Regions from separate parts of the Mus musculus genome. Here region 2 is linked to region 1. The links are chromatin contacts, called in public promoter capture Hi-C maps. All regions are on one chromosome and are shown on one strand. Each heading gives the region's core, a stretch centred on a gene start, on an enhancer-like site or on the middle of the called end of the contact. The rest is flanking DNA. Distances are from core to core; before and after follow the strand shown. Region 1 holds the start of Tfdp2 (transcription factor Dp 2). Region 2 overlaps Xrn1 (5'-3' exoribonuclease 1).

The links. Promoter capture Hi-C pulls out the DNA fragments that hold promoters and counts their contacts.
Region 2: a promoter capture Hi-C map of hippocampal neurons shows a contact between it and region 1, with 2.3 times the contacts expected there. The contact joins the enhancer-like site here to the promoter of Tfdp2 in region 1. A contact is called at or near these places in 9 of 39 promoter capture datasets (the 3T3-L1 cell line, the C10 cell line, the HPC-7 cell line and 5 more), 2 of 484 Hi-C or Micro-C datasets (cerebral cortex and nephron progenitors), 2 of 115 datasets of contacts at active chromatin or transcription factors (embryonic stem cells and large pre-B cells) and 3 of 9 other capture datasets (embryonic stem cells, liver and pancreatic islet).

What each region holds. Positions count from the first base shown.
Region 1 is chr9:96,194,790-96,199,621 of GRCm38.p6, reverse strand. It overlaps Tfdp2 (transcription factor Dp 2), which reads right to left and starts at 3,347. Exons shown (of 13, transcript NM_001184706.1): 1 at 3,062-3,347.
Region 2 is chr9:96,051,423-96,056,880 of GRCm38.p6, reverse strand. It overlaps Xrn1 (5'-3' exoribonuclease 1), which reads right to left. Exons shown (of 42, transcript NM_001311130.1): 41 at 5,127-5,287; 42 at 1-4,368. The coding sequence ends at 4,072. Among named protein-coding and RNA genes, the nearest start is that of Gk5, 65 kb to the left of the region's middle. Within about 2 kb of position 1,815, at least 23 of the 459 cell types and tissues checked have an H3K27ac peak or open chromatin away from gene starts, as enhancers often do. A contact at or near this core is called in cerebral cortex and hippocampal neurons, where this site is marked.

The sequences.
Region 1 (4,832 bases), core at 2,098-4,597:
GTGAGATACAATTTCCAGTTCAGTAAAAAGAAATAACTTGGGTTGGAGAGACGGCTCAGCGGTTAAGAACACTGACTGCTCTTCCAGAGGTCCTGAGTTCAATTCCCAGCAACCACATGGTGGCTCACAACCATCTGCAATGAGATCTGATGCCCTCTTCTGGTGTGTCTGAAGACAGATGCAGTATACGCATATACGTAAAATAAATAAATATATCTTTAAAAAAAAGAAATAACATAAAATAAAAATCTTTCATGTGGTGATGTATGCCTGCAACCCTAGCAACTGGGGGGTAAGCATAGGGCTAAAGCATTAGAATTGCTGCAAATTTGAGGATAACCTGGGCTACATAGTAAGTTTAAATGCAATATATGGCAAGAACCTGTCTCAAAACAGACACAAAAAGTTAGTTATTCAAGTTAGTTGTTCAAATAGTTTTGTCTTAGAAACTATGACAGTGAACTCAAAAAAAAAATGTAAAAATAGGGGGCTGGAGAGATGGCTCAGCAGGTAAGAACACTGACTGCTCTTCCGAAGGTCCTGAGTTCAAATCCTAGCATTACATGGTGGCTCAAAACCACTCATAATGAGATCTGCCACCCTCTCTAGTGTATCTGAAGACAGCTACAGTGTACTTATCTATAGTAATAAATAAATCTTTGGGCCAGAGTGAGCAAGGACTGAACAAGTGGGGCCGACCAGAGTGAGCAGGGTTGACCAGAGTGAGCAGAGGTCCAAAAATTCAATTCCCAACAACTACATGAAGGCTCACAACCATCTGTACAGCTATAGTGTTCTAATATACATAAAAATAAATAAATAAATAAATAAACAAACAAACAAATCTTTTAAAAGTATAAAAATAAAAGTTATCTTGCAAACCATTTCTAAGGGTTCATTAGCCTTCAGAAATCCTTAAAGTCCTGTTATCACAGGTTAAGATAGAAAGGTATTAAAAAGCAAGTACATTTAGTTTTGGGGGGAGGTGTAGGGGGTTGTTTGTTTGGAGGAGGGCACAGGTGTGGAACAGTCAGAGGATAACGTTCAGGATGAGCTCTGTCCATCCACACTGTGGATCCCTGAGACAGACAGAGATAAGGTCAGCAGACTTGGAGACAAGCACCTTTACCCACCGAACCATCTCGCCAGCCCCAATTTATAGTTAATCATCTTTAAAACCCTTACAACCCCCAATCTAGTTTCTTCTGAGGGCCATCATGACACATACCAAAGTAAACCTAAAAGATGAAGAAAGGAGTGCACAGCCTATTTCAAAGTGAGGTCTTGTTACTGCTGTTTTATATTTCCGGGGCTGGGCGTCAATCTAGGTTTAGGTAATTACCCTACCACTGCGCTATTGATGCCCCAGCCCTCAAACCGTACTGGAGGTCAGTTAAGAATTTTGGCTGCAAGGGTAAAACCTGCACACGGCAAGGACTACATATTCGCAAGGGGCGAGGGAAGGGAATTACGGCCACAAAATAGTAATATGAATAACTAAAACTACTTTACTATGCCTGGAATTAAGGCAACAGAAGGGTTTACTAAGTCTCGGGACTTTCTTAACAAATGTTAAGTGCTGCATTCCTGACTCTGCAACCACATGCCAGCACTGGCTACTGACACCATATCTGCCATAACACTAAACTAGTTCCAAGGCACAAGATGTTCTAAAACTAACTCTGCCCAGAGCCAGTACACAAGCGTGACAGAACCTGGGGTCTGGCCGGCGCCTTTATCTCCTGATGCAATTTGAGAATGGACACTTACATGAATTCCAGCAATGGGATAGTGGTAAAGCCTTAGTAAATCGTAAGATAATCAGTGACTGGAAGAGGCAAGATGCAAAACAAACATTTTATACTCAACTTTGAATTCTGCCACAGTGGAAAAGAGGCTAATGACTTAAACCATACTGCCTAGTTACGATGACTTCAAACCATTAGGAGAACAGAAAACAAATGACCCAGAAAAATTCTAAGTCAAATGAAACACAGCAGCTGGCTCTGTAGAGGGGTGTTTTCTAACCTGTGGGTCATGACCCCTTTCTAAAGGGAGTCGTTCTTGCCTAAGACCATCGGAAAACCTAAATATTTACATTGCAATTCATAACAGTAGCAAAATTACAGTTATGAAGTAGCAACAAAATGCTTTTATGGTTGGGGTCAGGTCACAGCATTAGGAAGGTTGAGAACTGCTGGCCTAGAGGAGGCAGGATAAGGGGTTGGAGCCCCTTGAGATGAAAGGAGGAAAGACAGAAGTCGCCAAAGGCTCAAAGGTACTTTCAACGAATGCTATGGAAAAAGAATGCAAAGTAAACATTTTGCTAGGCCAGGCTACAAGCCTGGTAACGATTTCAGCCGAAAAGGTGAAACAACATGGGGTCCAGAGTCTCCTCCAGCATCCAGGGTTACGTTATGCATTTAGTAGAAGTGAGCTTTGTTTCAAGTGCATTCCGGAGATTAGCCCTTTTCTCTCTCCCAACACCCTCCCCGTCCTCGCATAGGCAGATGTGGCTCACAGATGAACAAACTGAGCCCACACAAAGCACCGGAACACGGGCGAGTGAGTGTCCACGCACTTCACTGTGCCACCTCTCGGCGGAGCCCACAGTCACTTTCCCGCTGCTCTGTGCACAGCAACCAGGGCCTTGTGCAGAATTCCTCCCAGAACTTGGGCCGAGAAAGTAACCTCTACTTGAAAGGAAAAGTTCTCTTGGGGGAACCTGGGGGTCTTCCAGGTAGGGAGAGCTTTGGAACTCTGCAAAAGCACCCCGCAGAAACAGACTGGAGGATGGTGGATCACGAAGGGAGGAGGGAAAGTCAGAAGATCTGAGTGAGAAGCCCAAGTCAGCCCTTGCCCTTCCTGATCCCGGGTGATGGCGAGCCCGCGGGCTCCGGAGCCTCATCAGGTATTCCAGGGTTGCTTGGCCCCGCTGCAGAGAAATCCTGAGGACAAGCTGAGACTCCCGGGACAGGGCAGGGGAGAGCCGGCCGGCGGGGGGCCACGCCCGGTCCAAAGGCCCCTGGCGCGCAGGCCCGCGCCCTTTCCGGGACCTTACCGCAGCTTGGTGCAGAGGGGCCGCCGCCGGTCCACACAGCCCTCGGCCCACTCCCGGGGAGACGCTTCTTCGCGAGCCGCCGCTCCTCAGGCAGAGCCAGGTCCGCTCGGAGCAAGCTCCCGGCCGCGCAGCCGCGGTCTTCGCGCGCGTCGGAAGCCTGCAGTGCAGGAAGGGTCAAGGCGCGCCCCGCGTGCCAGGCAGCGACGGCCGCACAGCCCAGCGCGCCCGACGCCGTCCGCCCTCAGCGACACGGCCGCGGCGGCGCCGCTTCCCCCGCGCTCGCTTTGGCGGCGGAGCAGCACGGTGAGCGCCGATTGGCCCTCGGCTGGCATGACGCGCGCCGACGCTCTCCACGGATTGGCCGGGCCGCAGTGCGTGTAGGGAGTAAACAAAACCCGCCCCCAGGCTCGCCCCCAGGGCCAGAGGCGGAGGTGGGCGGCGGGCTTGCGGGAGCCTGCCCTGGTCTTTTGACCTCCAAAGCCACTCTCCGCTAGGGGCCGCCCTGAGGCTCTGCCTGCCGCTGGACCCCTGCCACCTAGAGGGCAGCCAGGCTCGCCCTTCCCCCTCCACCACATCAGCCCCTCTCCTCACCTCCACCCACCACCTCGCTTCTCTCAGCTCTAAAGTATGGTTCTCTTTTCCATCCCATCTCTCGGAAAGAAACCGGAACTAGGTCCTTACATCTGGACCATAGACCTCTGATGGGCCACTGCTCCAGGAACACTCGGAAGGCAGAGGGATAAGTGACCCTGAGGCCACACGTGGACCACTGTGGAGGTTGGTCATGCTTCAATTCCTGGGAAAGTGTAGCAATAAATTAAGGCCAGATGCCTTAATTTCGAAGTTGAACCGAAAAAGTTGGAGGCACACACTCTCAAATACCCAGTCATTTATTAAGAAATTCAGGTTGGCTTAGTGGCTCATGTCTTTAACCCCAGCACTCCTGAGGCAGACACTAGCATATCTCTTTAAGTCTAAGGCCAGCCTAGTCAACACAGTGAGTTCTGAGCCAGCCAGGGCTAGACACTTTGACCCTGCCCCCACCCCTCCAAAAAAAGGTGTTTCCCCCTTTCAAGTGCATGGATCCTGTATGAACTGTAGCTAATGTGGACGTTTGGAAGTAAGATAAGAAAATCCGACTTTAAAATACTTTGATCTTTTTCATTTTAATTTCCTCATAGCTCTATGAGCCAAATACTATTTATGATGCTAGGGCTGTGTGTACAAAAGAGACAAAAATTCTTGGCATAATTGAGCTTATGTTCCAGTGAGGTAGGAAAGATGCTTCTTAAAGTTCTTTAAAAAAAAATTCAGTGGTGTGATAAGGGAAACAACTCTGAGAGGGGGCTATTGATGTAAATACCAGCCCCAGAGTGTCAGCTCATGGTCTGGGTGGCAGAGTCGGGAGTTTAGACCAACTGAGTCTACATGAGATCCTTTCTCAAAAACATTAGATAGATAGATAGATAGATAGATAGATAGATAGATAGATAACAGTGAGATCCTTTCTCAAAAAATGATGATGTACATAGGTAGAAACTAAGGCAAGCAGACAGAAAAAATGCATAATGAGGTGAGGAAGCCAAGAGCAAACACCCTTGGCTTTCTCTTTGGAAGATTTGGAGACTATTTCTAGACAATTGTTATGGGTAAAATCCCAAAATTCCAAACATACAGTAATCCAAAAGTCTCAACTGAATGATTGCCTTTTGCACTGACAAGTGAATGTGGATTTATTTAATTTCCGCAGGAAACGTTGTTAAGGTATTGT
Region 2 (5,458 bases), core at 566-3,065, 140 kb after region 1:
AATTTTCACCCCCATGATTTCGAGAGAAACAGAACAAGTACTTGGCTTCTAATGCAGTTACACAGACCATTACCTTTTGCAACATTGGCAGTAATGAGCCAACTGGGGGTGAGGGGTGGTGGTGGTGGTGGTGGGAATTCACATCTACAGGTTTCACTGTGCCAAAATGAAACCTGGAAAGCAGTCTCCTTCACCAGCTGTACTTGAGCTCAGTCTCTGCAGAGCAGGGAGTTTCCACCCGAAGGCAGACACACAGATTCTCAACATTCTTCAACTATTTTCTTCTATCCTCTCTCAGAAAGAAGGACATGTGCTGTATGAGCTAACGCACATGATGTGTGATGGTAAACATGGGTCTGCCTGTCTGCTTTTCCCCATTGCTGGAGAGCTGCTGCCCCTCTCCAGCTGTTTCTTACTGTGCCCTGGCACAAAGCGAGGATGTCTAACAGGAATATAAATTAAGTCAGTCTGAAAAACACTAAAAACTTAAGCTTTGTTTTCTTCTAGCAAAGGGGGTGTCTGCACTTTGTTGAAAACAACAACACTGCCACAACATAAAATGCACACAAACAGCTGCACTTTGAGACCTGTCACTATTTCTAAAAAATAATGATTCTTTTCTTTTTTTTTTTTTTTTAGTGATCGATTTAAAAAAAAAAAAAGATACCGGATGCCTTTCATAGTAATTTTTTTTTTTTTTTGAGACAGGGTTTCTCTGTGTAGCTCTGGCTGTCCTTGAACTCACTTTGTAGACCAGGCTGGCCTTGAACTCAGAAATCCACCTGCCTCTGCCTCCCGAGTGCTGGGATCAAAGGTGTGCTCCACCATGCCCAGCTATCAGTAATTTCTAACAGATTCTCTTCTATAATAAAAGAAAAATCTGGAAGCAAGATAGCACAAAGAACATTTATCCGAGAAGATCTGTGTGAGCGCTACCTTCTGTGGAGTTCTGCTATATAAGGTGGGAACTAGATAACCACTATGAAAAGTATTTGTTGATTCAAAAAGAATAGTTACGTAAAAAGAGAGCAAATAAGATGACTCTCTAGTTCATTTCCTTAAGCTAAGTCAGTACCTTACACTCTGCAAACAGCACTGCATCTCACCTGTCTCTTCGCCTCCTCCCCTAGAGCCAAGACTCCAGAACTCTCTAGTCACAAAGTGAGCACGGGACTCTCGGTGTGGGAATGGAGTACACGTTGAGAGGCAGCAACACCTTCCTTCTGCTCATCACAGAAGGCGGGAAGTACCTTCAGACTTCATTACTGCCTGGCTGCCTTGAATTCACGGAACCTCCTGCTATAGACAGCTTCCAGAGCACTGGAACTGGAGACGTGCACTACTGAGCCCAGAGAAGGAAAATCTGTAATTTAAACTGAGGTTTAGAGGGAATAAAGTTTTGACACAACTGAGGTTTAGATATTTAAGCCTTTAGTCTATGAAGTTCTTAGGTCAATGAATCCATTGGCCAGGAAATGTACAAAATTGAGAAAGGGAGACACAGCTGAAAGGACCCATCTTCTAATGAACTTAATTTGCTTAACAAAGAAAGACTTGTTGAACAAAGATATTAACAATCATTTCCAGTGAGGAGAGGAAGGCTTAATCAAATAAATAACTTTTCTAGTTACACGGAAACAGACAATCTGGGGGAAGTGTTCCTTCTGGGACCACAGCCCACCATTTCCAAAGGTTCTTAGATTGAATAGCCAAATGAACATATTTTAAAAGCTCGAGGGTGGTTTCAGACTGACTCATCCCAACTGGCTATATGGTTGCCACAGCCCATGTATGTTTCAGAGATGTGCTCCTCCCCCGCAGACACGTGTCAGGAGATCCAGTGTCCTCAGAGCTCTGCTGCTGCTCCCTAGCTGCCAGGACGGAATCCTCTCCTTTTCTTTGCAAGCTTGACTCTTAGCATTTGCTCTCTATTTTTAAAAGGAAGGCAAAGGCTCTTCTTACTCTGCTTTCCATGCAGAATTACTAGCTTGTTGTGCACAGTTTTTGGAGAATCCTCACTGGTTCAATGGCACTGTGTTTACTCAAATTTCTCATGGAATTGTCAGAACAACTCCTTCCTCTGTTTCGACAGGGGACATGGTTGTGCAGCACGGTGAATTTATCCCACAGGAGCGAGCGAGGGTACAGCAAACGTAAGTGAGGTAACAAATACTACACATTTCAACGCTCTCGGAAGGAGTTACCATAGCATCGCCACAGCCTAACTTCCCTCGCGTCTGCAATGGATGCGTCCCTTGAAAACAGAGTTTGGGAGCAACAAAGGCAAACACTGCGAATGGCCTGAACCTTCCCACAGTGCCCCAGCAAGAAGTTTCTACTAACAGAAGACAAAGTTACAGAAATTCACATGACCATAGAAAATAAAGATAGCTATCATTTACCTCTTAACTAAAGGCACTACTAGTATCCATATATCCTGCCATCACCTAGAGAAACACTGAAATTAGCACAGAAAGGAATTCAACACCAGCATTTGTAAGAAACAGTAAGACTATTTTAAGACTTATGGCAGAGTCTCCATGACGTAAATTAAATACACACAATGAGCAGCTCCATATAAAGACTGGTTCCTACTTTTGAAAAAGTACGATCATTTTTACTCTTTAAAAATATAAGCATATCACAAAACTAAAAGATCAATATGTTTATATATAAATGCACGCCATCATGTCCTTGAGAAAATTTCATAAATTCCAAATCATTTCAACAGTGTGAGCAACACACATCCAGGAGTGACACGCAGAGACAAAATGCAACAGCACTGAGCAGTTCAGCAGGTGCTAAAATGCACAACCAGAATGGGACAGGCAGTAAAAAATGTCCACACAAAAAGACATGTTGGAATTGTTAAAAAGTTTACATTTTTACCAGTCCCAGGAAGCTCTACACACAGACCCACAACGAGTTTTCACATATGTGAAGTAAGCAGAGAAAAAGCCACATAAGGAAGTGTGGTGACGCATGCTGGAATCTCAGAACATGGAGGATTACCATGAGTACCCGGCCAGCCAGGACTACACAGCAAGACCCCGTCTCAAAAGAAAAAAAAATATCAACAAAGCAAATATAACCCAAGAAGCCTAAAAAAGCATAGTGATTAACGTTCTGTACTGTACTCTATTGCAGTCTGATTTGTAATCGCTGTACCCTGGAGATTTTGAAACTTAATTCTATTAGGAATTCTGAATGCTGGTTTTTGAATAATCTAAAAAAATTCGTTATTTTTCAAATCTAGATTGCTATTCCTAGTTTGAAGCAGTCAGACGAATGCTCTGGAGAATCTTCTAAAGTTGCTTTGGTACAAGATTTAGAACAAAGCAGCACTGGCCGCATCAGCGCTCAATAGCTCCATGGCCACCGCCGGTGTGCGGTGTGCGTGCTCGCTCCAGAGCATCCGAGGGACTGATTTTGGCCACAGACGGCTGTGAACAGAGTGCAGGCCACTCTCCAGTCATGTTGTTCCATCATTACAAACAAATAAAACCCACACTTAGGAAATTACAAGGCCTAATTCATGCCGCATTTAGTTATCCCTCAATAATAGTGTAAAAAAGCTTGTTATGATGATAAGATAATGACTAATTTATAGTTCAAGGATCCTTCTAATGAGGAAGCCAATGGTTAGAGTGGTACATTTTAACATTCAGACCACTCATATTTACTGTAGTTTTTGGTTTTTGAAGCAAGGTCTGGCCAGGAACTCACTATGTAGTCCCACACAGTGAATATATGGCAACCCTTCTGTCTCAGATTCTAAAGCATGATGCTCATAGGTTATTACCATGCTCAGTTTGCTATTTATTTTAATACAAGGTTTAATTTTTCTTTTTTTACAGATTTATTGAGGTATCACTGATGTACAACAAATTGCACATATTTAAAGTGCACAATTTGATATATAGTCTTAAATAGCATGAAAAGTGCCTGGTAACTTAAAAATAAAAAATATTTAATCTAAACATACCCTAAAATTGTACATTTCTGACACATAGATATCAGTTTATAAAAAAGTAGATGGAGATAAAAGAAATGAATTCCCAGGTACCAAATTTATTCCGAAGGTTTAGAAACGCTGAAGTTGACGGCCAGTTTTCTCGACTTCCTTTTTGAGGAGCTTGGCGCTGACCTTGGTTGGGACCCAACATGGCCTTGGGAGGCAGTTTCAACATGAGAAGACACGGGCTGGGCAGCCTGAGAGGATGATGAAGAGGCTGGTGGACTTTCTTGTGGAGTCATTTTGGTGGCTTCAGAAGACCCTGGCTTGTTAGTCTGAAGTGGTGTGGCCTGAGAACTCTGGGCCTCCTTATTCTCAAAATTCTTTCTGTTTGCAACTCTTTTTTTGGTAACCTTTGAGTAATAAAAGCATTATTAACTAATAATCTAGCAATCTACACACACACACACACACACACACACACACACACACACACACACACACACAAAATGTTGTGTCAAATAATACCATAAACTAGGCCATAGATACTTGCTAATCACTGCTGATTTTGACTTCCACTTATGAATAGCAACAAAATATTTATAATAATGGCTGAAGAGATGGCCCAGTGGGGATCCAATTTGGTTCCCAGCACCCATACCTGCTGGCCTGTAACTCTTGCGTCAGGGGGTCCAACTTCTCTGGCCTCCCAGGGCACCTGAACGTTGGTAAACATACTCTCCCTCCTTGGATGTAATTAAACCAATATACATCTTTAAAAAGTATTTATATTACTTGCTACATTTGGCATTACTTATTAGAATATAAATTTAGAGCAGAGGGCAGCCTAGTTCACACACACTTTCTAGTCAGTACTGGTTCTTCTTAGTAGTTTCGTTCTGAACATTAAAAAAAAAAAGAAAGAAAAGAAAAGGAAAGAAAAAGAAAAAAAGTAACACTGTTGGGCCGGGCAGTGGTGGTGCACGCCTTTAATCCCAGCACTTGGGAGGCAGAGGCAGGCGGATTTCTGAGTTCGAGGCCAGCCTGGTCTACAAAGTGAGTTCCAGGACAGCCAGGGCTACACAGAGAAACCCTGTCTTGAAAAACCAAAAAAAAAAAAAAAAAAAAGTAACAGGGTTAAGGAAACCTGTAATTTTTTTCCAGCCCTCACCTGCAGAGGTATGAACTGACTGTGCACTCCGCCTGGCACTCCTCCAGCCAAGGGCATGGTTCCAGGATATGAAGGATAGTGGAAGGCATTCCCAGCAACTGGCACTGGTGGTCTCCATGACACTGAGCCAAAGAGATGAGACGATGAAGGCATTATATTAGCTGTAAAACACCAATATCCAGAAAGTTAAGACTCCTCTCTGCTAGCCCTTTTTAGCTTCTCCACCTCAGGTGGCAACTGTAACTGCGCTTGTCTATTGTATCAGTCAGCCCTGGGCTCCTCTCTTAGCACACTAACTATCTACAGAAAGGCAGTTATCCTGAAGATGGCCT